Regions from separate parts of the Mus musculus genome. Here regions 1, 2, 3, 5 and 6 are each linked to region 4. A link is a contact called in public HiCAR-type and HiChIP or PLAC-seq data. All regions are on one chromosome and are shown on one strand. Each heading gives the region's core, a stretch centred on a gene start, on an enhancer-like site or on the middle of the called end of the contact. The rest is flanking DNA. Distances are from core to core; before and after follow the strand shown.

Region 1 (4,844 bases), core at 565-3,064, 560 kb before region 4:
TACATGAGCAGGTAATAATAATAATAATAATTTAAAGATATTACTTTAAATTTTCCTAAGTATGTTGTAGAAAAAAATTTTGTTAGAGATGGCAACTATAGTACTTACTGTATAAAAATATGTCTCTAATTTATTTGAAAACATTTTATCTAAAAGCTATGAATGAAGCAAAAGGAAATGTTAAAATTTTCCATGGATAAGGAAATAAATACTACTTTAGTTTTCATTGGCATTACTTTCCCTCCATAAGTTTCACAGTAGAACAATAATAAAAGCACCGTAGAAGGATCCAAATAGGCAAAATGGCAGATGATAATTGGACATCAGGAGATAAATCTCAGGGTGTATATAGGCTAATATTAGTATAGAATAATATTTGTTAGTATTCTTTTCAAAAAAGTTCAAAAATAGGTTAGAAGATGGCCTGCAGCTTCAGGCTCAAGCCTTATCTTCACCACTTACACTAGTATTAAAGAATAAAGTACCTCCCCTTATCATAAAAGCAGGCAGACAAAAAACTTTAGAAGTGTGACATGTCTTCAATTCTGGTATTCAGGAGGAAGAATCAGGCAGATCTCTGTGAGTTCAAGACCAGACTGATCCACACAGTGAGTTCCAGGACAGTCCGGGCAATATACTGATACTCTGTCTAAAAAAAAATGAACAAACCTACCTACAATTAAAAAAAGCAACTTTGATGTATAGTGAATTAAAACATAGGACTCAAGTACCCATACTTACAGAGGGACACTCTCTCTACCCAACGGTGGGTTCATGATATAGTCTTTGGTGATTGGTTTCACCCAGAGCAGAACCATAAATAAAGGTGCCAAGAAGTTGATATGAAGTAATGTTCTGAAAATATACAAGAAATACACATAAAGATCTAGAAACAAAATGTGCAAGTGTAACTAGGGTATAGCATTTCTAATTATTTACTGTTAACCAGAATCCTTAAGAGCTGAGTCATTATCTTAGTGTTTCAGGTGAGAACATACGGACCTAGAAAGTTCAATGACAATCCCTTAAATCCAGGACTCAATGATAGGTGTTTTAATGATTATCTACAGTGATCACAAGGGAATATACATACACGTCATCTGAAAATTTTCAACACAGCTAAACTGAACATTTGCTTATTATTCACAAATAAATGAGAGTGATTAGAAGTCTTATCAGAAGGCAAATGGCAAATGAAACACAACAGTTTACAACTGAGCAACCTTGCAATATGCAATGATCATTTATAATGCCAAAATTACAAATGACTCAAGATTTGTTATTTCTTGGACTGTTATAAACACAGATGAAATTAATTTACCATATACAAATAAAGATAATGTACCCCCCCCCCCCTATTTTTGGTTCTATGGAACACACCTTGTTATACAGCCTAGCCTGGCCTTCATGCTACTCTCAGCCTCACAAAAGCTGGAACTACGGACATGAGCCACCACACTGGGGCTACATTCCTAATGCAGAAGAGGGATATCAGGATTAAGCTGCAACCTCTCTGTTAACTAAATCTGTATCCTACAGATACACATGGCTTGACAAAAGTTTTCTCTTTGGAACAAAAGACAGACTTGTTACACTATTTTAATACAACACACTGCTTTCATTATCAACCATAGAGAAGGCTTAACTATAGGTTTTAAAACACACAGACTTTTAAATATTACTACACAGACAAACGGTAGGGACAGGTCTGGAGGACACAGGGCTGAGTCAGGAACAACCCAACCACAGTACAAGCTGCACTGCCTTGCCATAGGGGTGCAGTCTGCGCTGCTCCTTTGCCACTCAGGCTACCCACAACAGAACTAGCTTGCCCATACTGTTACAGCATGACAGCGTGAGTGCTGTACCACAACAGGAGGCTGTAAAAAACTGGAAATAACACAAAATCCCAAATTCCCACAAGGAAAACCCTTAAAATAAAGCCACATTTTACTGAAGATAGATGCATCACCCTCTCTCCAACCATCACTAAATGCTTTATGTTTTATAATGTGATTCTTTCATCCCACAGTCTTGGTAAACCATGGAGGGCAGGGAAGAAAGAGCAGTATTAGGTATGCAGTGTTGCTAGGGAACACTCCAGTATCAAGGAGCAGCCCACAGCGGTTTCAGTAGCTTGTGAAGGGCTCCCCTCCACCCACCCTTTTCAGCTTATTTAAATCCTAACACTGGGGTTAGTGGACTGCAGTGTGTGTGTAGAGGGGGGGGGGGGATCAGGTTTTGTCTTAAAAGAAGCCTTTAGAGAGCTGGGTGGTGGGAAAGGCAGGGCATAGTGAAGAGCATGCTGAGTAAAAAAAAAAAAAAAAAAAAAAAAAAAAAAAAAAAAACGTGGGGGAAGATGAAGTAGTGTGTAACAGGGGCGGGGCAGCTAGGAACAAGTAAACATCTAAACACGGAGAAAATGGAGTCAAGGGGAAAAGTGAAAATTAAAGAACATAGGTAAAAGCTAAGAATGTAAAGAGAGGAATTAGGATCTTAAAGTATCTTAAATACAGTGTCCTCCTAGAGGAGCTTACTGACTATACATATGTATATAAGATGGAGGGTTCAAGGACGACCTGCAGTGCAGGTAAGAAGATCCTGGGTATAAACGAAAGCAAATACAAGCTCACCCTTCTGTCAAGGTGGGAGTGGGTGGGTAGGGGAGCAGGGCGGGGGGAGGGTAGAGGGGACTTTGGGGATAGCATTTGAAATGTAAATGAAGAAAATATATAATAAAAAATTGGAAAAAAAAGATGTCTCTATTCATAAACAAACAAAACTCCAATCAACCAAATAAACAAAGACCCCTAAATAAGGACAGAAAACAGCAATGGCTTCAGAGCCATGAGCAGAGGTTTAATGTTTTCTCCTTAGAATCAAAATAGGATTTGGTGGTTAAACTAACTGGATACAGGGTGTTGCATATTATTTACAATCTGGAAATAAAATAATGAATTACTTGAAGTTTAACATGCAGATCAACAACTTAAAATCATTCTTACAAATGTAACTCAGGCTTAAAATTATTTGTCATAAATAAAGATATTAAAATATCTGAATCAACACATAAACTTTAAGTATTAAAAAAAAGTTTTTTAAAAAAATTTTTCTATGAGATTTTCAATTTGAATGTAGAGATCAAAATACTATAAATCTCTGAATTAAAAAGAATATAAACTTTAACATTTTCATTTAAACAGGTAAAAATTAGTTTAACAACAAATGTATTTTTAACACTAGCCTGAAATTTCAAAGAGAAACTACTTATAGCTGACTAAAAACAGGTGTGACATCAAATATTTATTAATATTAATTTTTAATAAAATAATTTATTTTATCACAATAATATACCTTAATTAAGATGGAAAACATATATTTATCTGCATGTGCTTATGTACATTTTCCGCTTACTGTGTAATTTTTTCTGTTGCCATATTCAGGGCATCCAGATGCATTTGAGCCAGCCGTAATCCAGGAAATGTCAAAAAAGCCCCAATGAGTGAACAGAAAACAGCCAGGAAAAATTTGAAAGTAAGTTTTGAAACAGGGCCCCTAGAAATAAAGTTTAAAAAAAAAAAAAAAAAACAACTGATAAATTTTTTGATAACTTACTAAGAACCATTTTTTCTATCCAGGTAATTTACAAGTCATGACAACGTCAGTACATCAAATTATGTACTACACACATACATACTGATCTTATTCTTAACAGGTCATAGTGAACTAACTATAAACTAAACCAGATATTTCTTAAATAATAGCCAACAATCCAAGCTACACATCAATGACATATGGCTCAGATATAAGTTAATTTCATCTTTGGACACAGTGGGATTGTAAGAGCAAATATAGCTAAGAATTTGATGGGAAAGTCTACCTTCAAATGACTGTACACAGTATGAGTAAGGTGTTCCTAAAAGTGGTAACCCGGGGGCTGGCAATGGAGTTTAGGGGTAAGCCCCTCTCACAGTGAGTTTGGAGGTGAGCACCTGCTCGTCTGTATGCACTGGTCCCAGGGTTAGATCCCAATACTGAAATGAGTGAGGGAGAGAAGTGAGAGTCCTATCATAAGGGAATTATTTTACTGATTAAAATCAATTATTTATAGTAAAAATTGCTTTAAGAAGGAAAAACGTTAAATTTAAATAATGCTCAAATTGTCAAAAACTTACTGAGATTCTAAACCCTGCTTTTCAAGAAACTGCATTGCACTGTCTGAAAAATTTGTAAACCCTGTAGGAAAAAAGAGACTACTGTCATCATAGGGTGAAATATACTCTTAGAAAACACAGCATCTTATATGCTAATGACTAGCCTCTTTCTCTGTGTTAAAAAGTATGCTATGATGCAATAAAAATCAGTTATTTGCAAGAACAGTCTCTAAAACATCCCTTTGGTACTTGTACATTTCATGAGTGCAGAAAATTTGAAATTAATTCCTTAGCATTACAGAAATTAATTAAACCTTAAGAAAAAACTAAGGGTGCAACATTTTGGGAACAAGGTTAATAAAATCTAATAAAACAGTAACAATAAAGATCTCATTGAAGATTAGTAAAGGTTAATTAGAACATAAGCCAACTCAACATTTAAATATTTATCTGACAAAACTTAAATACTAAAATAAAAAATATATAACTAAAACTGATTTTTAAAGTTGTATAAAAGTTTTACCTGTTTCAAGGCCAAACTCCAGGTAGTTCTCTGTTACGATCAAAACTGCCATTGCTTTAACGAAGAAAAAAAATCCAAAGGTGACACAAACTGACCTTTCACCTCCATCTTCTACTTTAAAATAGTGTGTAGTTAATGAAAATAGAACTTTGCTGCAAAAGGAAAAG
Region 2 (4,336 bases), core at 1,603-4,102, 680 kb before region 4:
ACAACAAGAGTCCTGATGAGGAGCCAATATTAATGATGTGTCAGAAGTCAAAAGCCTCGAATCAGACCAATGCCTGATTGCAATGAGCATTTGTGTGGAGAGAGGAGTATACTGTGAGACATACTGTGGCACATTACAGCTTCCATTACAAGATTTTTTTTTCTACGCTTTGGTTGTTTTGTTTTGTTTTGTTTTGTTTTTCATTTTCCTTTGGGAACATTGCAAGGGAAAGGGGACCCAGAGATGAGTGGAACTCAGGTGCCTGGCGTTGAACTCCCAAAGAATCAATTAAACGTTGAAAAGAAAATGTCATGCTTCAAACAGAAACCTTAAAAGCATAGCTTGCCTTAAGCATGGAACCATAAAAGAGGAAGGAGGCATGTATTTCCTTCTGCACCAGGCCCTTGTAGAGATGGTCTCGTTTAATTCTTACATATCTGGGAGAGGCAAATTGTATTATCCCCAGTTCACAGCAAAGAGAACTGAGGGTTTGGTTGGGAGTTAAATAATGGACACAAATGGACTAGAGTTTTCAGATTTAGATTTACTCTTAACCTCATGACTCAGCTTACTTCTGAGAGCTTCTAACTTTGTGTATAGTATCTAGGAGAGAAGGCCAAGTTCTGCCCAGCACTGAGAATTAGCAGGAAGAGCAAATCCTATCCTCAAAGGTGTCCTCTGGCTTTCACAAGTAGGCTTTGGCATTGGCATCAAAGGTACACATGCACATATACAATAATAATAAACATTTCATCAAAGAGAACAAGTGAAAGACATGAAGAACAATAAATATGCAGTAAATAAAATGCAATAAAAACAATAGTTCAAAAATATTTAAGGCAATAAATACAGAGTTCCATTTAAAATTCTTCCTTTATCTCTGCCACCTGAATAAAGAACTGGATGTTTTATCAAGCTGAGATAATTTTGAAAATGAAAGATGACATTCTTAAAAATTCTTTTGGTGCTTGGAATATAGATTAATAAAGCATTATCCTAGCAGAAGCAAGCCCTTACAATACTTAATACTGCTAAACCTTAATAAGAAGAACAATCGTAATCCTGAGTGAACAGGTGTACACCAGGAGCTTTAAAAAACAAGGAAGGATAAGAAAATGTTTCATTCTATGGAAAATAGCTAACTTTTTGCTCAGGACATAAATAGGAAAATCCAAATTTATTGTACCTTGAATTTTGCTAAACTTCCCCCAATTTGTAACTTTCCTTTGTGAAATTTTAGTGTCCAAAACTGAATCCTTTGGGAGAAAATATTTAAGTGGCATCAGTGACTGAATATATTGTCCACCCAGTAGTGTTTATATTTTAATACAAGACTACATCTCAAAATAAAGAAATGAATTTGTTATTATAAAAAATCAGATAAGTATCACCAAGTATTTGGGGAAAATGAGAGTTTCGACAGCATTAATAAAAGCATAGTGTGTGTTATAAAAAAAAAAAAATTCCCACTGAAGTGAAACGTAAGCCAGAGGAGAGCGTCTATGTCTCATCTTTTGTTATAACTCACAAAGAAAGGTTACCACAATACATAGGTGCCCCTATAACCTTCCCAGGAGTTATTTTAAATGAAGAATTTCAAATGAAGAATAAAGTTAGTCACACGTACAAGTGGGTGTTTATTTACTTAGGCTGGAGGGGCACAGAGCAGAGTTTGAGACATATTTAAATAAATCAAAAATTAAGAAAGAGGCTAAAGAGCTCTAACAATCAGACCAGGGCTCTGACTGTTCCTTTCTGTGGTTTTCTACGTGGGGCACTAAAACCTCCACTCTAAAAAGCCAGGATCCTACACACACAGCAGTGAGCACTAACAAAAAACAAAACAAAATCTGCAGTTTCACAACAGCCAGAGAGAGAGAGAGAGATGTGAGGTAACAACTAGGAAGTGGGACATTAATGTTTAGAAACCTTCCTTCTTAAATGAGGTAGGAAGGATTACTTCTGAGAGTCAAATAATGAATGAGAAGAAGAAATGTTTTATAGACAGGGTAAGGAGGTTAAAAAAAAAAAAAAGACTGAGCAGACAAGAGAGGGGAGACGGCATGTTTTTTCTTTTTTTTTTTTTTTTTTATTTAGTAACTATAAAATGAGCACTTCTCTCAAAAATAGTTAGATGAAACCATATAACCCAGAAAGCTAAGAAGTTAAGAACGAGTAGCAGTTGGAAAGGAGAGGCAGAGACAAAGACTGAGGGATAAGAAGGGGAAAGATGGAATGTTTTATATCGGATAATGAAGTAAGAGAAAGGCCAAGGACCCAAATCCATCAGGGAAAAAATGCTAATATGAAGCTTTAACATTAAGCATCATCAGGTAGAAGGAAAGCAAACATCATAACTCATGAAGGTAATAAAAAGTCACACAAAAAGTAGCAATAAAAAGTGAGGAAAAAAGTGGGGGAAACGACGAGACGGACAAAGAAACAACACACCATTTTTATTCAGAAAGCTATGCCCTTAAAGGTCCCCAATTCCATGCTCACTCTCAGTAAAGAACCAGACACACAATTCTTTTCCCAGACACTGAGGATGGCTTTGGCCCCAGACATCGCCCCTGAGCCCCCCTTACAAAAATTCTCTCTGTATGTGACCATCTCCTGGGAAAAACAACTGCCCAGGCCGCAGTTCCTCGGATAGTCCTTCATCAGAACAGTTCTCACAGGCAGGTAGCCTCGCTGGTCATACACAGGGATCCCATATGGCACAATCTGGACCTCGCAGAAGTGAAATCTGCATAAAGTAGGACGAAGCCAGAGCCGCACAAAAGGCGAGACACACATGTAGCGACATTGGCTCCGTGCCCTCTGACCCAGCTCTGTGTCTGTTCCCACACTCCCGACAAGCCCGGGCGAATGTGGCCCAGAGCTTGGAGGTAGCTGCGGTCTGTCACTGGATGAGCACGGAGCCGAAAGGAAGCTCAGAATTAGTCCCCCAATGGTGTGTGGATCAATTGTAAGACAGTGTCTTGTCATCCAAAAAGACAATCTACATGTGGCTGCAATTAACCCAGTTAGCCTGTGTCTAACATTGTCCTACAAAGAAACAGCCATGTAGTGAGATGACCAGAGCAGAATACTGCTTTGAAATTAGCAGATTAATTTAGTTCTCTGTAATCTGGGACTGGAATGAGTTGTGTTAATGGGCGTGTGCATGTGCCTGTGTACTTGTAAGTGGCCTGGGTTGTTTCTTGTTGCTAGTGTTTTCTTTCTTTCTTTTCTATTTTCTTTTTGTTTGTTTTTGTCATCATCATCATTGTAAATACACTTTAATAGAAAGCTACACTTATGTCAGTTTTTCCTGGGGAAAATCAATTAAAAAACAACTGAGAGCCAAGGGTTATAAATAATTATGTATTGCTGTAATCTTACAATTTTGTAAGAGCTATCTCTTAACAGAGGTTATAACCAATACACCCAGGTTACCCAAGTACACACCAAACACTAAGTTTAAGATGTGCAATATAGAAACCAAGCCAAAACTACTTTCCCAACTTGAAAGTGTAGCCTCTCCCCTGTGCCAGTGTTTGTGTGCTGTTGGGTGCTCTTTAAAGGAAATATATATATGCTATGAATTAATTCTCAGTATCATCCAAATCAGAGTTGCCATTATTATAATTCCAAGTCAAAAACATATGTAGAATTATTACTATGGATGTTTATTTCAAAGTGGTCGTTATTTTTTTAAACAGAAATGCTTCTTCAATTTTCCTAGATTTTTACATAATCTTACTACGTATGTTCTCATTTCACTACTCTTTTCTGATATAAAATAAAAAGCATTTCACAATCTTTATTTTGAAAGAGGAAAAGTTTTAAACCTTCTTAGCAAGCTGTTGATGTCCATTGCATGCTTAAGGAGAAAGAAGAGCTACGGGGAAAAATACTGAGTACATCAGGAACAAGGGGAGACAGTCTTCTCTCCTTGTGAGGCATCCTAGGACCTTCAAAAGCTGCATCGAGAATTTTGCAAATAACATGACCTCAGAAGGCTTCCCTCTGAAGGATGTCTGGTATCTTCACACCTGATGCAAAATCTAGGCAAATCACTGCGCTGGACTTCACAGTTACTCTATACACATGACCCTGCGAGCCTAGTAACCACACGATCACTAAAAATAGTCAGAATTTAGCTGGGCGTGGTGGCACACACCTTTAATCCCAGCACTTGGGCGGCAAAGGCAGGCAGATTTCTAAGTTCGAGGCCAGCCTGATCTACAGAGTGAGCTCCAGGACAGCCAGGGCTATACAGAGAAACCGTGTCTCGAAACCCCGCCCCCCCCCAAAAAAATCAGAATTTTTATGTTCAAAAGGAGCAAAC
Region 3 (4,897 bases), core at 1,288-3,787, 790 kb before region 4:
AAGGATGTCATCATTGAAGTGAGGGGGCAACTAGTGGAATGAGAAAAATATTCTTCACCAACTATACACTTGACAGATGGCTGGCATCTAGAATATACAGTAATATAAAAAACAAAAACTAAACTAAAAACAAAACCTAAAGATCAGAAAAATAACAATTCAATTAAAAGGTGGGACATAGAACCAAGCAGAGTTCCCAAAATACAAAATGCAAACTGCTAACATCTTTATAAATGTTCAACATTCTAGGCCACCAGGAAAATGCAAATTAAAACTAATTTGGGATTCCATTTTACCACAGTCAGAATTGATAAAAATACAATTGTTATTTGCATGGAGGTGAGAAAAAGGCAACACTTATTTACTCTAGTTGGGGGTATAGACTGCTTTAGCCATTATGGCAATAAATATGGAGGCTTCTCAAAAGGCTAGAAATAGATCTGCCAGCTGATAAAGCCTGCCTGTGAGTGGGTATATTTACAAAGGACTCTATATGCTGCTGCAGAGATGTCTATTTATCCATGCTCATTCTGCTCTAGTCACAAAACCACAAAATGGAAATTAATTAATTAATTAATTAATTAATGCATAGTGGAAATGTATCAAACAGATATGATGAGTGCTATTCTGCTGTTTTTTTTTTTTAAATAGTGAAACCTCCAGGCTGCAGGTAAATGAATACAGCTCTAATCATCATTCTGTGGGGTGTAAAATAAGTTTGCTTCAAGGGTGATATATATATATATGTGTGACAACTATGGAGTCTCATATATATGAGCAGCACAAATGAGATTCCATAGTTGTTCATGTTTTAAAGAATATACAAACTTAGAAGGAGGTAGGGGTTCAGGTGGATCAGGTAAGAGTTAGTGGGAGGAGTGAGAGATGAATAATTATCAAAACACACCACATGGAATTCTCAAAGAAGTAATAAAATTATGTGAATAATTAAAACATCATGAGCACTATACCAACATTAAGACCATTAAAATTCAAAACCTGACAATGCCACATGAGATATGGAAAACTAGAAATTTCGAAGACAGGTGGGGAAAAGAGGATAACTACAAAGAGTCATAAAAGAAACTTAAAGGCTGATTAATTTTACTCAACATATAGACTGCTTCAAGGGATATGGTATGGAACTAAAGCTAGACTATAGAAGCAGTTCTATTTTTAATTTTTTAAAAATTAGAAATTAGTTCTTTTTAATTAATTAAACTGATAAGCATGATATGGAACAAGCAGAATAAAAAATTAATATTAAATGGTAATTTATAGATTAGACACTTTACTCACAATGAAATATGGATTTTCTACAATTTATGATAAGTAATCATTGAACTTAAGGATAATTTCAGAGTTTTCTTTGGATGTTGTAAATAGATTTCCTTTCCTACAGTGCTTTAATTATTCTAATGCATTTACTCTCCAGTTTCTGTAACTTTGAGAAAGTTCTTTATGACATCTTTCTTTACCTTTATGATCCAGTTTTTGTTTATTATCGTACACTGAATAGTACTTTACTCAATAAATCTATAGTTTAGTATTATAGATGAATTAAACAGCTTTTATAAATGTGATTACAGCCTCACATATAAGATATATTGTGATTTTAGCTATTTCATTATGTAAATGTTAGATTCCAAATAATAAAATCCATTATAGTAAAGGTATGATAGAAGTAGATGATAGATAAATAGATAGATAGATAGATAGATAGATAGATAGATAGATAGATAGATAGATAGATAGATAGATAGATAGATGGATGGATGCATAGATTTCACAGTTTGAGAGTAGTTAATAAGACTATTTAATAATTTTTATTCTTTTAAGATATAATAAGTATTATATTTTTGACTATGTATCATCTCATCTATTTTTTCAAAGTTCTCTATGTTTATTGTTCATATTAACCATTCAACTTCTCTAATTATGTAAAAACTGTATCTATAACAGACAATGAATGGTTCAATTCACTATGAATTCACAAACAGCACTGAATCAATAAAACTCCACATTAGACATTTTCTTCCTGTTTTCTCATGAGAGAACTTCTAGTTTATGAATAAAAGTCTAAGACACCGTAAAAAGTAAGTTCAAGGACAACAGTACTGCGTTTCTGGGTTAACACACACTGAATTTGGGAAGCCATCTTTGCCCGAGTTCTCACCCTGTCTCCTGAAAGACAGGCTTGCATTTGCCCCACTGCAAACACTGCAGACTTGGTCTCAGGCTACATTTCTCTTCTATTTATGTACTGTTTGTCACAGGGGCTCTGTCAGATTTGTCCTACACAATTATTTCTCTTCAGAGTCAGCCCCACCTCCCCTCAGGCTTAAGGAGGACCCCCAAACAGAGGCTGTGAATGGACCCCCAAGGTCCACTTTCTGACCTCGTCTCTACACTGTACATGACTGTTTAATTTCCTCTTTAAGACAAATTAATTGTTGCATGCTCTAATGAGACTGCAAAGGCTCCTGCTCCAATCTGGTAGCTGGGAAGAGGTTACCCAGAGGTTGTCCAGATTGATGGTTCCAGGGTGGGTGACCTAAGGATGAACTTTGACTAAACTTTGCTCTTTGAACACTTGGCAGTCTGCACTTGGAAAGTGGTAATTATGCACAAGAGACAGTTTAAAACTCCAGGCTAAGACTGTGTTTGGAAGTTAGCCTTTGGAAAAGGAAAGGGGAACCCTTTGCCAATGTTTTCAAAACCAGTGGTATCAATTACTTTTCTAAGTGTTTTTTTTCCTTCTTTATTACATTGAACTTACATTCCAAAATAAAAAGCATTAGTCCAAATAGAAATGGCTTTTTCTTTTCATTTCCTTTCATCTAGGCACTATAAAAAATACATTAAATTCAACCCAATCTAATATAACACAAGTTATACAGTATTCATAACTCAAGAATTTCAGTAAAATGCTTACAAACTTTTCTTGGTTCCTACAACCTATAGGCCATAATTTAAACATATTTAACTGATTAGATAAAATTTAAGCCAGGTTTATGTTGGTACTGAAGAGAAGCTACATATCAAGTCACTAAACCTCAACCCTGGAGTGCAAGAGTAAAACCTGGAGAGAGTCTTTGCCAACTAATTATTTAGCAAGATGCATATAGAAATATTTTTTCATAACTCATTTTAAAAAAGATATTATAAAGTAAAATATTTAGCTTTGGTATAGTCTGGAACTAGGCTGGACTCTCTGTGTTCCATAATAACGTATAACTTCATAAAGTTACAGGAATGAAATACCAGCTTTGGTTTATGCAGCACGTGCTCTATATTTCTATTAGCTAATTAATTAAATATCACATTGTCATAGATAATCATGAATAGAAAATTGTATCTTCATATAAGAAAGGGAAAATGGTCTTAGAAAGTGGCTTGAATTATTTTAATTTTTAATTTTTATTAGATACTTACTTTATTTACATTTCAAATGTAGTCCCCTTTCCTTGTTTCCCCTCTGAAAACCCCCTATTCCTTCCCCATTACCCTTGCTCACCAAACCTTCTACACCTGCTTCCTGTCCCTGACATTTCCCTACACTGAGGCAAAGATCTTTCCCATGACCAAGGGCCTCTCCGCCCATTGCTGACAGACTAGGCCATCCTCTGCTACTTATGCAGCTGGAGGTATGAGTCCCACCATGTGTACTCTTTGGTTGGTGATTTAGTCCCTGGCAGCTCTGGAGGTACTGGCTAGTTCATATTGTTGTTTCTTCTATGGGGCTGCTAACTCCTTTAGCTCCTTGGGTCCTTTCTCTAGCTCCTTCACTGGAGACGTTGTGCTCAGTCCAATGGATATCTGTGAGCATCCACCTCTGTATTTGTCAGGCAGTGGCAGAGCATCTCCAGAGACAGCTATAAGAGGCTTCTGTCAGTAAGCACTTGTTGGCACACACAAAAGTGTCTGGATTTGGTGATTGTATATGGGATGGATTCCCAGGTCGGGCAGTCATTGGATGGTCATTCCTTCAGTATTTGCTCCACACTTTGTCTCTGTAACTCCTTCCATGGGTTATTTTGTTCCCCCTTCTAATAAGGATGGAAGTATCCACACTTTGGTCTTCCTTCTTGAATTTTATATGGTTTGTGAATTGAATCTTCTGTATTTTGAGCTTCTGCTATAATAGTCACTTATCAGTGAGTGCTTACCCTGTGTGTTCTTTTGTGATTGGGTTACCTCACTGAAGATGATGTTTTTTAGTTCCATTCATTTGCCTAAGAATGTCATAAATTCATTGCTTTTAATAGATGATTAGTATTCAATTGTATAAATGTATCACATATTTTTAATCCATTCCTCTGTTGAGGGACATCTGGGTTCTTTCCAGCTTCTGGCTATTATAAATAAGGCTGCTATGAACATAGTGGAGCATGTGTCCTTACTACATGCGGGAGCATCTTCAAGGTATATGCCCAGGAGTGGTATTGCTGGGTCCTCAGGTAATACTGTATCCAATTTTCTGAGGAACAATCAAATTGAATTCCAGAGTGGTTGTACCAGCTTGCAATCCCACCAGCAATGGAGGAGTGTCCCTCTTTCTCCACATGCTCGCCAGCATCTGCTGTAACCTGAGTTTTTTATTTTAGCCACTCTGACTAGTGTGAGGTGGCATCTCAGGATTGTTTTGATTTGCATTTCCCTGATGACCAAGGATGTTGAATATTTTTTTAGGTGCTTCTCAGTCACTCAGTATTGCTCAGTTGAGAATTCTTTGGGTAGCTCTCCACATTTTTGATAGGGTTATTTGTTTCTATGGAGTCTAACTTTTGAGTTCTTTGTATATATTGGATATTAGCTTAAGTGTAGGATTGGCAAAGATCTTTCCCCAATCTGTTGGTTGCCTTTTTGTCTTTTTGACAGTGTCCTTTGCCTTAAA
Region 4 (4,841 bases), core at 105-2,604:
GCCCAGGACTCAGCATCCTTGGTTTTGATGGCTTCTTTCATCTCTCTGGCTCTTTACTGTACTTCTTTTCAGTAGGGCGAGGCTGAATTTTCTCCTCCTCCCTTCTTGATTCTGGCAAACAAAACCATTCTACCACTTGAGCCATCTGCCGCAGGTGTAATGGATGGCAGGGGGCCCCCCCCGACCTAACTACACCCCAGTCTCTTCCAGGTCCTCACCTCTTGGCACCAAACAAATGAGTCCTGTTCTGCCGCTAGGGTGCCAAGGTGAATGGTGGGTGCTGGCTCCAGCCTTTGGCAACACTCAGTGCTTAGAAACTAGAACCAGCTGACAACACACGCAACAGACAGGCACCCCCCCACCCCAATCTGCACACAAATGGAAGATGCATACATAACACTTAAAAGCCTTTTTGATTCCCTCTTAATTCTTGGTAACTTCGAGCTGTCTTACTCATTACATATAGACGTCCCCCCCCCCCCCGAGTGTGTTTGCGTGTAGGGGGCACGCACGAATGTGCGTGTATATTTAAATAACGCTTATTGGTAGGTCAGCAGCAGCTGATCAGTCATGGTGATCCAATAATCTTTTTGACTACATACGAATTTTCGTTAAAGTCATTCTTTATAAAAGGAAAATAACAATATCCTGTACAATCTAGGGATCCTAGGTTAGAATCGAGGGGATAGTAGAACCAAAGAGCGCCCACCTTGCCAAACTTTCCCTTTTAAAGGTCTGAGAGAAGAATACTTTCTCACTTCCTGATACCAAAGCGTCACTTGAACGAGGGTATGTAAGGAGCGGAGGTGCAGGTCCGCATAGGGAGAGGGCTCTAGAAGTCACAGCCGTCTCGGATGACCTTAGCAGGTTGGGAAGCAGCCCTAGGCGGGAGCCTGAGCCACAAGCTAGCTACAAGGCGCACTGGCACCCATTTATTCTGGAACCCTTACGCTGTAGCCCTTCCCCGACCTTCACTCCATCCCAGTTTTAACCGCTGTTTGATTACCACCAGACTCTCAGATTTGGGCGGGGTCTGGACCCTTCCAAGTGAGAGCTCTTCGGGCCCCCAGAGTACTCACCTTTGGCGAGACCTTGGCAAATCACAGCCCAGAAGCATCAAGTTTCCACTCCCAGATGTACCAGAGTCCCTCCTGTCTTCCATTCACAGCAAGGCCTCTCTCTCCTCTCTCTCTCTCTCTCTCTCTCTCTCTCTCTCTCTCTCTCCCTCTCTCTCTACTTTCGGAAGCAAAACAGCTTGGTTATTCAGAGGAGGAAAGAGACACGAAAGAGTGGGGGAGGGTGAAAGAGAGAGGAAAAGAAGGGAGAGGGGGAGAATGGAGGTTGAAGAGGAGAAGAACCAGAAGATAGTGCGGGCGTTGGTAGAAGAGGAGGAGGAAGAGGTGGAGGGATGGGAGGGGTAGGGTGGAGTAACAGAAGATGGGGTGGGATGTGACCGCCAGGAATAAATTGCTCCCCACCCAGCTGCAGTGCGACGCCCCCAGCGTCTCTGGGGAGCTGGTGCGTCAGCTCCGGACTGGCCTAGGCGGGGCGGTACAAAAGCTAGCACCGCAGGACCCCCTGCGAGGGCTTCCACCCAGTTCAGCCAGCCCACGAGGCCGCTTCCCCAGGCAGCCTCCTTGCTCGGGCGAGGTGACTCTCCACGGCCTTCAAACCCTCCGGAACTTTTACTTCAGCCGGGGAGCCTAGCCATCCTGTTTGGTTTCAGAAAAGTGCGGAAGCCCGCAGGGCATCCTCACCCTCACTGGCGGCTTAACGCCGTGGCCTGAGCGGCTGCGGTCGGTTGAGTCCTGTTCCACCTCCAGCCCCGCTTTCCCAATGCCCGGGTTAAGCGGAGCCCCGACTCTCCGCTTGCCTCTGGGCATCTCTGCCTCTTCTATGCCCTTTCCTCTTCTTTCTTTCTTTCTTTCTTTCTTTCTTTCTTTCTTTCTTTCTTTCTTTCTTTCTTTCTTTCTTTCTTTCTTTCTTCCTTCCTTCCTTCCTTCCTTCCTTCCTTCCTTCCTTTCTCTCTCTCTCTCTCTCTCTCTCTCTCTCTCTCTCTCCCCCCTCCCCCTCTCTATATGTGTGTGTATTGGTGTGTACGTTTGTGTTTGTGCTCACGCGTGAACGCATGTGTGTATATAAGCGCGCAGTGCACGTTCTGAGCAAGAAAGAAGGTAAAATCTGGCACAAAAGTAGTTTTGGTCTCCTGCATCTTGAAGACAGGAGCAAGTTAAACGTATTTGACATTACATTTCGAAGTTTAAAAAAAAAAAACGAGGCTGGAGCACGACGGATCATTTAAACTGAGGTTTTACACTGCAAGGATCATTTATTATTGTTAAGTAAGATGAAAATAAGCTGAAAATGAAAAGCAATCAGTAGGGCAGAAAACAAGATATTTTGCCAACCGTCCGAAGTTGGGAGCGGTTGGAAAGGTTTTCCTGAGTAGGAACATCCAGGGTGGATAAAGGTGGAAGCCACAGATTCACACAAAACCGCTTCAGTACGTGATGGGATTAGAAATGGGACCGTGCTTTCCGACACAGACAACCCTTTAGTTCTCTGTTAACCGCATTAAACCAGCCCCATACAATGATTTCATGGACGCCTTTAATGCACAGACACGGGGGAGTCACGGAGGGTGCACGCGGTCGGTTTGAAAAATTCATAAAGAGAAAAAGTTTTAAAACATCGATATCTAAACACTCGAGTGCGTTTTTTCTCAGACAATCATACCTAAACACAGTGAGCCCCCCCCCATCTTCATTTCCTTGCTGATCTCTAGATGCGACCTTGTACAGTAGGCCGCTAGGTTCCACATAATTCTACTTACATTCATCTGAATGGCGCGTCATAAAATGTCAGAGGGGGGAGGAAACCCTTGAGGGGCGTGGAGAAGAAGCCTTTTATTAGCAATTATATCTTCCAAAGCTGTTTAATTTCAATAATAGCAATGGTGTCGCGGTAACCATCTCCTTTCTGCCATTACAGTGAGACTACCAAATGGATCGCAGCACTATGGGTGTGTATACTTAGTTGAGAGGCTACGATTGCTGGACTTTATGCACGTATCATAGGGCAGGAAGAATTTCCCAGGCATTATTTTGTTTAGCACCTGGTATAAGGACTCATTTACCTCCAAATTTTATTTCAGGATAACAGTTAGAAGATGTTGCTGATTTATGCCTACCGTGGGCTTAAAGTAAAATGGAAAACGAAGTTGGTTTTTTTTTTTTAAATTAAGTTAGTTGAAGGCAAATAAATATATTTTCCTTGAGCAGAACGAGCTGGCTATGAACTATATAAAGTGAAGGTCATATTTCACCACCCTGTCTGGGATTTTCAAGGTTGTTTAGGAGAGCACAAACAAGAAAACAAACTAAGAGCACAGAGCCAGAACCCAGCCTGTGCGTCGTCGGCATCACGCTGCCTAGAACAAACATCCTGGCTACAGCGGTGCCCTCCCAGACTTACAAAGCTGCATTGATATGGATCCGGCATGCAAGGATAAAAGTTCACCATCCCATAGCATCTCCCAAACATTGTGAAGTGAGTGTTTGTAGAAGGACAGCATTCAGACTGTAGTGCAACGACAGGCCAGAGATAGAGCCTTTATGATATGTCATCATTTAACAGGCGAACAATAATTAACCACCTTTGCCTGTTGAATACTAATTGTAGATGTTTGGCTGCCTTTGTTTGAAATTATGAGACATTGCCAGAGGAGGCAGAAGGGTGTGACAATCATAGGTTTAGATTACAGATGTTTAAGACATAGAGAAAGTCCAAAGATAGCTGTGGCTGGGTTTAAGAAGGTCTCCACAAAACTTCTCTTTGCAAAAACTTCTCTTAATACCTGAGATAGACAACTTCATAGATTGCACTTCAGTTTTTCCTTTTAACTTGTATACCTTGTCAGATTTGCTCATACACACTCACAAAACGGGCTAGACATCTTAAAGTAGACACCAGATAGCTGCTGACATCCTAGAGACACACAGGCTGCCTGTTGGCAAGCTGTGGAACTTTCTGTGAGGAAGTCAGGAAAGCCCCAAGGTATGTCTGGCAGTGTGCAGCTGGCACTGGGAGTGTGGCTTCCAGGAGAGACTTGGAAATGTGACCTGGTTCTGGGAGGAAGAGAAGGAAGAGGAAAAAGGTTTCTCTCTCCAAATCCTCTCACTGAGGAGAAAGGTTTATGTTAGACTCTTCTCCACTGTTGCTACCAGTATTCAGCTGGCCTGAGAGACCTAAAATTGAGATTCATGTAGAGAGTTATACCTGCCCCGAAAATAGTGGTGTCTGTGGGGGTGCTGTCTGATTGTCTTCACTGGTCCATCCTGATTAAAACAAACAAGCAGACAAACAAACAAAGGCTTTTGCAACAGCCAGGAGGGCCAGAACCTTCACTATCAAGCAGCGCTGATTAGGACATATTAATGGCTCCAGTTGAACCTTTACCACCACAAGAAACATTTTTCCTGCTTATCTTTCAGAGACTTGTAAAAAAAAAATTATTTACAGGTAGTCACTGCTGATAGTCCTCACAATGATTAACACAGCTCAATGGCATTCTAGGGTCATATAAATATCAATAGAGAGAGACATTGCCAGGTTTCCAGCAGCAGCCAGTGAGAGAACAGTATCTACAAAGATGGAACTTCGTTTGTATGATGGACCCAAGCCTTGCTAACCTGCAAGCTTTTGTCTAAATTCGCCAATCTGAATTAAGGAGCCAGGATGCACAGCCCATTAGCGAACTACCACTACATACCTAACTCTGTGCCCTGTGTGTCCGATGGTCACCATGTGGAGCTTCTGCTACAAGTCTCATAGTGCCCATT
Region 5 (4,845 bases), core at 205-2,704, 920 kb before region 4:
ACAATTCTAAACTTGAGAACTTAGAAAATAAAATATTAGTAGTAAGCAATAATGATTATTATATAGAGATGAAACTCAGATTTGAAAAGGCTGTGTGGCTAGAGGCAGCAAACATCCCAAATCTGTTCAAAAGTCCTTAAATTTTCTTTCCATAAAAAATGGGACTTTTTTGCCATTTACACTCTTTTTATGTCTCCCATCTATTAGTTCACAATTAGGAACAGTTTTGAAAACTAACTTGAAATGATCTTAACTTAGGATGGTTGGGCCTGACTGATTTGCTGGTGTGTGTGATGACATCAAGTTTGTGGAGCTTATGAAAAATGAACTTCCTTTGGAGTGTGGGTCACACTTCACCTGATCTTCGACCACCATGAATCAAGTTTTTTTTGATTCTATCATCATTTTGCAGCCTGAGTATTCGTGAAGCCTAAACTTGCACCAATGCTTTCAGGACCAACATTAAGAAGGAAGAATTATTACCAGAGTCTCTTCAGGGACTACTACATAAAAGGAGCAAGAGAAAGGTCCCATTCTTTAGCACTCAGCATTGCGATGAAGGTGACATTGGCAGACTGTATGTGGCAGACCAATAATTGGGATAGCCATTAGGATCATTTAGATTGCATAAGAACTGTGGTTTAATAAAGAAAAACATCACCATTATACAACAGGAAATATTTCTTTTGAGCATCCTTCCAGTGTATTTTGCAAAATTCTTCCTTCTATAATCCAGCTATTATACTTAAAAGACTGCTTATTGGACTTAAAAGTTTTTTTTCAACATTTGGGATTGAAGAAATTGTAAAGTAACAAATGTAATATCATTCTGTTGGATTAAATAATCCAATCCAATAATCTTTGTAATCTGGAAAAGATCCCAATTGTTAACCTAATATTCACCCCATTCTTCTGCACAGTGTCCACTGAAGAGTGTCCTAGACACCATTGTAGATGAAACATTCATCCTGACAATGCCCAAATATGCCTAAAATTGCAGATGATGGTTCTGAGCTTTTCCGCCTGCTTATCTGTCTGCCTTCCATGTGACCCTAAATTAGGCATCAGAAGGTATAGTGTGTAATACAGATTCCAGGCACAATATACCTTCTCGCAATTAGTTGAAAGTGCTGTTTTGTAATTAAAGGGTGAAGTGGGGCATGATGAACATATGGAAAAGGAGACCCTTAATAAGTGATGGAGCCTTCAAAAGAAATTGCTAATTAGTATGCATTTGATGTGCACTATACCAATTTTAAGACTTTGCCTTGAATAAATTGCTATGTTGGGTGTTCGAAGGAGTGGTGAGATTAGCATTTACAAAGGGGGCAATTTTCTGTCTTCTTGACTCTGTTAAATGGAGGAAATAACTTCCAAGACTGGAGCAGTAGTTAGCCCATCAATCATTCTCACAGCTGGAAACTGGGGATCCCAAATGCAGAGATCAGTTAATCCGTCAGCTAATAAGTTCATAGTGGCACCATATGGCGTGGGGCCACTCCACACTGGGAGAAGGACAGAACTGTTTACACAGGCATGCTGCTTTCTCAGGTAGCTCCCTGCTGACAGAAACCTTTGTTCTGAAGGATCAATTTACTTTGCACAGTAAATTGACTGAATTGATCAGTTCAGAGCATATAATTGTTGGCTAATCCTGTGGAATCATGTCCCATCCATGTGAGTAGGACAAAGGGGTGCTGCCCATGGCTTGGTCTCGGGCTCCATCCTGGGGCTATTCTCATCAGACAGACTGGACACTGATTAAAGGACCAGCAGAGAGTAGAGATGTAGTGAGCATTGACTTCAAAGAGACGAGAAACTGTGCAACGTCTAGAAGGCCGTCTCTACTCAACTGATATCATGACATAACAAAGTAAAAACAGTCCGTCTAAACAATTTAGAACCAGCTATTTTCAAAACTCTGAAATGAAAAGTTACTGCTTGTCTCCAGAGCTAAGTTTCACTACTCATGTTCACTCCCAAAGTTACCTTTCGTTTTGGCAATGAAAGGAACTGAAAGAGAAAAAGAAGCTTAAGGTACATGTCCAGGAAAGCATGGACACTGGAAATGAAGTGAGAGATGCATTTCTTAGACATCGTGCTCCAGTGGAGGAGGCATCCACTGTTGTTCCTGTGCATAGGGTATGGGAAAATTCATCAGAGCCTTTCAGAGCGAATGGGAGCAAAATCTTCCCATTCCTAGCACACTGGTGTGAATCCTGGTGCTTTGTTCCATAGGCGTGTTTGATCTGACTTTGTTTTTTCCTTCTCACATACAAAATAAAAGAAGAATAAATAAGATGAAAAAAAATCCACCAATAGAGATAAATGTTGGACATAGTTCCCTTCAACTAAAGTTTTTCTTCAAAAGCTAGTGTCAATAGAATCATTTCACATCAATGGTTTGAAAAGAGACTTGTGTTCAATAGGAACTGAGGCCATTTGGTGTCCCTGAGCAGACATTTGCTTATTAAATGTCTGAGCACTAATGAACTTTATAGACCTGCCCTGAGAATTTCTACCAATTAGAGGGCTTTTGATTTTTTTTTTACCTATTTTATGGAGAATAAATGTCTGAGATTTGCTTCATATGGAAAAATAGCAGCAAATTTGACAGCATGTGGACTCTTAGAAGTTATTTTAATCTTGCTCATTATGTAAACCAACACATGCTTGGTGATGTTCTAACCACCAGAGAGAGGGATATGCTCTATGATAGATAATTCCAAATGATCTAATATTATTTATCTCAAAGTACTCTGAGTGTATTTCCCCAAATTTCTATGGAACTGAAAATTTTCCCTTTTATAGTCTTTTATTTCTATCACTACATCCACAGTTCCTAGGATTCCATGGTGTTTTAAAAAGCAAAAATCAAAGAATATTTTTTCTGATTTATTTTAGTAAGCATTGTTATGAAAATAAGATAAAGTATAAGTAGTTCTGTAAATATATTTTCATATTAAACTTGTAAAGTTAAAAAGAAAAGTAGCATATTGTGTCCTGGAAAGATCATAAGCAAGAGTCTCCCATGAAAACAGGCACGCTGCCAAACTCTGGTCAAAGAGAAAAATAAAAAGGCTTTTGTGTATTTTGATAAATTTCCTCTCTCAATTGTTACTGGTTTGGAGTGTCCCTCTCTGTACATTGAATATGAAGTAAGTTTTAACTCCTTGTGAGTCACTCATATGACATGTGTCCATTCCTTGACTAGCCTAAATGAACACCCTGAAGTCAACTGGAATTCCCAGGTACTGAACCTCCAGCATAAAATAGATTCCTAGGCCTGTTTCATATCTCACCAAATCTCCAGCTCATACTCATCTCAACATTTGCTTCATTGTGGAAATCATTGCAATGTTTGAAATCAAAGACAAAACTTATCGAGTCATGTATGTTATCTATTCATGGCAATAACTATTCTCTAGTTAGTGGTAAGCAAAGCTTTATAAATACAGTGACTCATTTTAATTATTCTTAATATGTAAGTGATAGATCTGGAGAAGTTACATCTTACCAAAATATTTCCAAACTTTGTAGCCATTTCTCTACCTTGTGTACATTTTCATCTTCGCCTCAACTGACATGAGAGTTTGTAGTAGTTTTCTGTACATCTCTGGGAATTTCTTTAGTCAGAAAATGGAGAAAGCATGTCACAATTTTCAATAACCTGTCCCAACATCTAGGACCAATTTCCAACTCATTATCCTAAAATCTTTACATGGAATCTCCAACAATTTAGCCTTTTCATTTTGTTTTAATTAGCAAAGAAGAAAGATGCAAGGGAAAATATAGGCTTGCTTCTCCCCTTTGTCACTGCTGACCTGCTTGTCCCTGGGCCTTTCTTCTGAATACAAAGAAAACTTCTCTGCCACCTCATTATAGATTGTACTGTTCACAAACTATCTCTGGAACACATCATTAATGTGTGTTTTTTTTTTCCTCTGTAGCCTCAGACTAAAGACATGCCTATTCAAGAGCTTGAGAAATATTCTGTTTTTCTAGCTTTGGATATGTGGATTTGTCTGTAGACTTCTTCATAGACTAGGGCAAGACAAAGATCAAGACCCAGGATGCTTACTGTTCGCTGCGGCTGCAGTATCGGTCTGTCCACCTAAAATGACATTCTCACATTTATAATTTCTATTTCCCAACTTCTTTTATATCCGCCTCCATGATCTCTATGCATTCCACTGTGTAATCTGCTTGTTGTTGATCCCAGCCTCCAAATGTAAGCCATGGTAAGATCGACAGATTTACCTTCCTTGCTCACTTCTGTGTCACAGAATCTTGAATAGCGCCAAGAACATCAGAAATATTGTTTAGGTCCCTATGCAAAATTTATCTGCAAAATGGAACCCCGCGTATCAGTGAAAATCTACCATAGACAATTATTTAAAAACTTATTTCATATCTTTTGTGAATTTACTTGACAATTGATTCTACAGATGCTCAGTTTAAGAGTGGGGATTGTCAGTGAGTTGAAGGCACTGCTGTGAGTTAGTACAGAAATAATCAGACTGAATTATCAGTGAATTGTAGAAGCTGCTGTGCATAAGACTAGATACAGGAAAATAAGAAGAGTGAAATTTTTTGGGGGGAGTTAACTTTTTGAAGGTTTACTTAAACATCTCATATGGTTAAAATATAAATATTAATAATAGGCTTAGAATCTAGTTGTATGTTACTGTGAGATAATGCCTGAGAAAATCAACTTTAAGAAGGGAAGATTTTTCCCAATCTGTAGGTTGCTGATTTGTCCTATTCACTATATCCTTTGCCTTACAGAAGCTTTCCAGTTTCATGAGCTCCCATTTATCAATTCTTGACCTTAGAGCCAGAGCC
Region 6 (4,757 bases), core at 1,937-4,436, 730 kb before region 4:
AACTTATAACCAAGAGCCTTCAAATATAATAGGATACTTTTTTAACCAGGAAAAATGTATTAATATCTTAATGAATTACTTGTAATAGAAATCTATCAGTGGATTTGTGGTAAGGAGGGAAAGTCCTTGAAAACAAGAAAGACTGCGTTTCTTAATTATAGGTTACAACACATACTTGGGCATACTCAGTGGCAAGTGGGGGGGAGGATAAAGGTAATTAAAACTCTTAAAATAACACTATTTGTCCATAAGTGATGAGCTTCTTCCATGACACATGGAAGTGACAAGATGATTGCCTGCTTAAATACTGTGAGATAATATGGCTCAAAGATTCGCATCTTTCACAATATGGTGGCAGACAAGGACTGTATAAATTATACTAATGCTGGAATCATCCTCCAGACCTAGATTCAAATTAAATGAAGATGGGATATTTAAGCATTCCTTCTGGTCTATATGTCTCTGTAAATGGGGGGAAATGAATTACAGAACTATGTAAAGCAATCAAGACTAAAAATGTTGGCTTTGGACTCAAATACTGTGAGTTTAAATTCTCTTACAATCACTCAGTAGCTCCTCTAAAAACAGCCATTCTATCCACTGATTTCTCTGTCTCTAAATTGGAGTCACAGACCCTTAATATTTCCAATCCCTGGCCATTGCTAATACCTTTCTCCTTTCCCCACCGTAGGTAGAGGACATCACTGCTTGCTCTCTGTGTTATTGGAGCTGTAGCAGTGGCAGCGTGGTGGGATCCTGAAGTGAGATGTGCACAACTGTCTCTGCAGGAGTAGGAGGAAAAGATTTCTTTTCCTGTGAAAACACCTGAAGTATCTGGCTCATCCTCTTTATTTGTCATCTTACCAGACTAAAGATGTCTCCTAAATTGCAACAACCCTCTTGTAGCTTAAAGGGAAGGCCTGGAAATTCCCAAAGAAATGATCCCTGCCATCATGGAACCACAAGATAGTCATCCACAGTTCTCATTCTCCAAACTTCTTTCCATATAAGAAAAATAAGCATCTATTTTAAGGTTCTTAGCCAATTATAGCTGCAATTGCCCTAATTAATGCAATGAGATAACTGCATGAAGTTGTGTGGTGGGTGGATAAGAATGACCCCCATAAGCTCGTATGTGTGAATACTTGATCCCCAGTTGGTTTGAACTGTCTGGGGAAGAGAAGGGTTGTTAGAAGAGTTGTGTCAATGGGAACAGGCTTCTAGGTTTCAAGAAGCTAGCACCATTCCATGTATATCTCTCTGTCTTATGATTATGTCTCAGGATGTAAGCTCTCATCTACTACTCAAGTACCATGCCTGCCTGTCTGCTGCCATGCTCCCTCCCACAATGGTTATGGACTCTAACCTCCTGAAATGAGGGTTAGAGTGCGATAATTTGCTTTGATCATGGTGTTTTGTCACGGCAATAGAAAAGTAATGAAGCAAAGGTAGGTAAAGGCTGTTAAGTAAAACAGTTCACTCAGCACTCTGATACAGTATGAGAAGATTATCGCTGATTAGCGGTGGTTCTCATACTAGCAGTGTCATTATTATATCTTTAATCATACTAGGGAAAAGACTGTTCAACCCATAGGACAGCTCATTGTTTATAGCCTTTGATGCCATGAGTTCAGAGCAGAGGTTACCTAGGAATGTATGGATCCTCAGGTTTAATTTGCTCTGAAGAGAGCCAAACATTGGGGGAAAAAATAACTAATGTGACTCTGAGACAGCATTGGCTGAAAGCCATGGTCACTTCATGCATTGAGAAATCAGGATCACTACAAACTCACTGTGAGAGAAACAAGGTAGAGAATGGGTAATGTGGAGTTACATGAAATTTAATTATATAAGCACAGGGATTTTGAAAATAAAATACATATATTAACATAAATGTGTATGTGTGTTTTGTCTATATGTATGTTTGTGTACTACATGAGTATCTGGTGCCTAAAGAGGCTAGAAGTCATCAGATCCCCTGGAACTGAAATTACAGATGCTGCTGGGTTGCCATGTTGGTGCTAGGAATCAAACCTGGGTCTTCTGGAAGAAGAGCCAATGTTCCTCTGAGCCATCTCTCCAGTCCATCTCTCTTCATTAAGGACAGGGTCTCCACATGAAAACCAGCAAAGTCAACTAACTGAATTCTTGGGAGCTCCAAGAGAATGAACCACCAAAGAGTAAGCATCATCTGGACCTACCTCATCTATCCCTGCACATATGTACCAGATGTGCAGCATGGTCTTCATACAAGTCCCCCAGCAACTGGAGCAGAGACTGTCCCTGAATCTATTGCCTACCTATGGATCCTCCCCCTAATTAAGGCACCTTGTCTGGCGACAGTGGGAGAGGATACACCTAGTCCTGTAGTAACTTGATGTGCTGGGAGCAGGGTGATACCCAGGGGAGCTCCGCCTTCTCAGAGGAGACATAGAGAGAAATAGGGGAAGGATCTGTGTGAGGAGGTACTGGGAGGAGAGGGGAGGCTGCTATTGGGATGTAAAGTTAACACATAAATTTTAAAAATTAAAAAGAATTCCTCATTAAAATAAATCTATTTTCCTCTCATTATTGCCTTTTGAAAGGCAAATATTTTCTTTCTGATCATCAGGTACTGAGCTAGCACCCTTCAAAAGTACCTAGCCAAGTTCAATCTGGTTGAAGACAGAGAAACATTCTTACCCCTAACGTAGTCCTAAATAACTGCGTGGCAAACTCCAGTGTATTAAAGAAAATATGGTTACTAAATCATGGCACTTTGTTTTAGAACAAGGAGTCTGTCCACAAGCAGAACAGAGGCTTACAGCCTGGTCATCGTACTGCAGGGTTTCCCAGCCCAGGCTCAATTCCTTTAACTTTGCTAGTGGGAGAAGTAGCAGGTGTCATAACTAGGCTACAAGTTAGTAAGACTAGCTGGTGAAATCTGGGTTGGTCCTGGCACATGGTCACATAGTACCTGCCTCCAAACTAAACACTCTGCACTCATCTGACAGTGACTGCCAAAACAGGAGACATGGATTTATTCCAGAAGTTTACAGCTACTCAAGCTGCTACTGTGTGGTGTGAAACAAACATTATTACGTAATTCCCCAACTTGTAAAGCTAGCCTTTGTGTAGGATAATAGCCCTACTTCCTGTCTTCTGGGTAAACAGTGTGTGATTCAGAGCTCTGTGCCACACCGGCCCATTAGACAGAACTACCCGAGTTTCCTGGCAGCATAGCTATAGCTAACACACTGCCCCGTTCTCCTTCCTTCTTATTCATTGTGATGGGAGGATGAATTGTGAGCTTTCACTCTGAGCTTCCTGGCATTGGTCCATTTGTATCAGCACCCTTGCATTATTCAAACACAGTGTGCTTCATATTTATGAGCTTACAAAATTTCTGGACTCCTGCTTCTGCCATTCTTAAGAACCATCAAGGGAAAGGGGTGTGACCATAAAAGCTAGTGTGTAACAAACCTCATCCAAATGCAGGCAGTGTATTGGGAATCTTAATTCTATTAGAGCATGGACAATGGAGGTATTTGTGTTAGTTACTTTCCCACTTTGAGGTTAAACAAACCAGTGAATGGGACTCCGGGTGGCAACAGAATGAGATACTACATTGGATAACGCAGCACACAAACGTCGGGGAGCATTTTAAAAACAAGCCTCTTTCCTGCCTTCCCATGACTCTTTAGCAATTTGGATTCTGTAAATGGAAGTGAATAGCCTCAGTCCACCAATATCTTCATTCAGCAGTTTGTTTCTAAGATTCACGTGATGCATTTATCTCTATGGCTCCTTCTAAGAAAATGTGCCCCATTCAAAGAAGGTTTGAATTAGCTATAGTTAATGTGTTCTATCTACTCCCAAATTGATATTCTTTCCTGAATAAGGTTCTAATTTGCAATAATTGTTAGACTGAATAACTTGCTACAGGCCTTATCCCAGTGCTGCCACAAGATGTTTCCCACCAATGTGATGAACTGAATACAGTTGTATTTAAACAAGAGAGAGAGAGAGGCAGAGAGAGAGAGAGAGAGAGAGAGAGAGAGAGAGAGAGAGAGAGAGAGAGAGACCACTTTGTCTTATACACTCATGATGCATGGACAAAATTATACGCACATGCCACACAGTTAGCAATGGTCATTTTTCAACTGCTATGCCTACATATGCAGAACTTATTTAAGGGGCAGGATGCAGCCACATTTAACACCTGCCCAAAACATCCACTTCATGAACAATTTACTTAACAACACTATATTCAGCATGGTTTGTAATAAAAGTGGCAGGAATGTGGACTAAAAGTTCTCATTCTGAAGACTAATTTCATTGGGTAGAAGATATGAGGCAGGATGTGGGAACTAAATACTTTTAGATGACTAGAAATTTGGGCAACATTTCTTAACATGCTGCTCGTTTCAAGGCTTCTGCATTATGGTTCAGAAGCTATGTTGATTCAGTTTTTAAATTTTTACAGTTCAAACTTCAAAATGCATAAGAATCATACCCTCCCAAATTGGCAGGTGTTAACTGACCAGATTGAATTGAGCAATAAGAAAAAGCAGAGCATCACAAGGCATGATAGCATTCTCTATGGGTAGGGTTTTGACAAGTTCTCAAAGTCCACTCAAAATCAGTATTAGTCCAGCTTTCTGTTAATTCCCCCAGGGCAGAAGTGCAGCTATTCTGGTTTGTTTTTTAAGAGTTATTTTTAAATTGTGTGTGTGTGTGTGTGTGTGTGTGTGTGTGTGTGTGTGTTCATCAATGTG

Evidence for each region. HiCAR-type assays count read pairs that join an accessible place to other places. HiChIP or PLAC-seq counts read pairs in DNA pulled down with a chosen protein or histone mark.
Region 1: a contact with region 4 is called in an H3K27ac HiChIP or PLAC-seq map of embryonic stem cells, with 7 times the contacts expected there. The contact joins the enhancer-like site here to the promoter of C130071C03Rik in region 4. A contact is called at or near these places in 2 of 39 promoter capture datasets (the SN4741 cell line and cranial neural crest), 7 of 484 Hi-C or Micro-C datasets (adipose-derived mesenchymal stem cells, cerebral cortex, embryonic stem cells and 3 more), 26 of 115 datasets of contacts at active chromatin or transcription factors (SST interneurons, VIP interneurons, astrocytes and 13 more) and 1 of 9 other capture datasets (embryonic stem cells).
Region 2: a contact with region 4 is called in an H3K4me3 HiChIP or PLAC-seq map of neural tube, with 7 times the contacts expected there. The contact joins the enhancer-like site here to the promoter of C130071C03Rik in region 4. A contact is called at or near these places in 11 of 39 promoter capture datasets (the C10 cell line, the HPC-7 cell line, cranial neural crest and 7 more), 2 of 15 datasets of contacts at CTCF or cohesin (embryonic stem cells and large pre-B cells), 4 of 484 Hi-C or Micro-C datasets (cerebellar granule neurons and cerebellum), 8 of 115 datasets of contacts at active chromatin or transcription factors (differentiating embryonic stem cells, embryonic forebrain, embryonic hindbrain and 5 more) and 1 of 9 other capture datasets (embryonic stem cells).
Region 3: an H3K4me3 HiChIP or PLAC-seq map of neural tube shows a contact between it and region 4, with 4 times the contacts expected there. The contact joins the enhancer-like site here to the promoter of C130071C03Rik in region 4. A contact is called at or near these places in 6 of 115 datasets of contacts at active chromatin or transcription factors (VIP interneurons, astrocytes, embryonic forebrain and 3 more).
Region 5: an H3K4me3 HiChIP or PLAC-seq map of embryonic forebrain shows a contact between it and region 4, with 8 times the contacts expected there. The contact joins the enhancer-like site here to the promoter of C130071C03Rik in region 4. A contact is called at or near these places in 4 of 39 promoter capture datasets (the HPC-7 cell line, the SN4741 cell line, cranial neural crest and 1 more), 14 of 484 Hi-C or Micro-C datasets (LSK cells, cerebellar granule neurons, cortical neurons and 7 more), 20 of 115 datasets of contacts at active chromatin or transcription factors (the NIH/3T3 cell line, SST interneurons, VIP interneurons and 13 more) and 2 of 9 other capture datasets (embryonic stem cells and embryonic trunk).
Region 6: a contact with region 4 is called in a HiCAR-type map of astrocytes, with 5 times the contacts expected there. The contact joins the enhancer-like site here to the promoter of C130071C03Rik in region 4. A contact is called at or near these places in 7 of 115 datasets of contacts at active chromatin or transcription factors (astrocytes, embryonic forebrain, embryonic hindbrain and 4 more) and 1 of 9 other capture datasets (embryonic stem cells).

The regions. Positions count from the first base shown.
Region 1 is chr13:84,282,696-84,287,539 of GRCm38.p6, reverse strand. It overlaps Tmem161b (transmembrane protein 161B), which reads right to left. Exons shown (of 12, transcript NM_175187.5): 6 at 4,678-4,829; 7 at 4,176-4,236; 8 at 3,415-3,555; 9 at 742-855. Among named protein-coding and RNA genes, the nearest start is that of Gm41011, 59 kb to the left of the region's middle. Within about 2 kb of position 1,814, at least 48 of the 459 cell types and tissues checked have an H3K27ac peak or open chromatin away from gene starts, as enhancers often do. A contact at or near this core is called in cerebral cortex, differentiating embryonic stem cells, embryonic basal ganglia and 7 more, where this site is marked.
Region 2 is chr13:84,403,232-84,407,567 of GRCm38.p6, reverse strand. No RefSeq gene overlaps it. Among named protein-coding and RNA genes, the nearest start is that of Gm41011, 62 kb to the right of the region's middle. Within about 2 kb of position 2,852, at least 23 of the 459 cell types and tissues checked have an H3K27ac peak or open chromatin away from gene starts, as enhancers often do. A contact at or near this core is called in cerebellar granule neurons, cerebellum, differentiating embryonic stem cells and 1 more, where this site is marked.
Region 3 is chr13:84,512,776-84,517,672 of GRCm38.p6, reverse strand. No RefSeq gene overlaps it. Among named protein-coding and RNA genes, the nearest start is that of Gm34246, 160 kb to the left of the region's middle. Within about 2 kb of position 2,537, at least 9 of the 459 cell types and tissues checked have an H3K27ac peak or open chromatin away from gene starts, as enhancers often do. A contact at or near this core is called in neural tube, where this site is marked.
Region 4 is chr13:83,717,894-83,722,734 of GRCm38.p6, reverse strand. C130071C03Rik (RIKEN cDNA C130071C03 gene) reads right to left here and starts at 1,354. Exons shown (of 4, transcript NR_152245.1): 1 at 1,080-1,354. It overlaps Gm52046 (a long non-coding RNA gene), which reads left to right and starts at 1,080. Exons shown (of 2, transcript XR_003950632.1): 1 at 1,080-4,841.
Region 5 is chr13:84,636,045-84,640,889 of GRCm38.p6, reverse strand. The region is part of intron 2 of Gm34196 (a long non-coding RNA gene); the gene reads left to right. Among named protein-coding and RNA genes, the nearest start is that of Gm34246, 37 kb to the left of the region's middle. Within about 2 kb of position 1,454, at least 20 of the 459 cell types and tissues checked have an H3K27ac peak or open chromatin away from gene starts, as enhancers often do. A contact at or near this core is called in embryonic basal ganglia, embryonic brain, embryonic cerebral cortex and 1 more, where this site is marked.
Region 6 is chr13:84,447,865-84,452,621 of GRCm38.p6, reverse strand. No RefSeq gene overlaps it. Among named protein-coding and RNA genes, the nearest start is that of Gm41011, 110 kb to the right of the region's middle. Within about 2 kb of position 3,186, at least 59 of the 459 cell types and tissues checked have an H3K27ac peak or open chromatin away from gene starts, as enhancers often do. A contact at or near this core is called in astrocytes, forebrain, neural tube and 1 more, where this site is marked.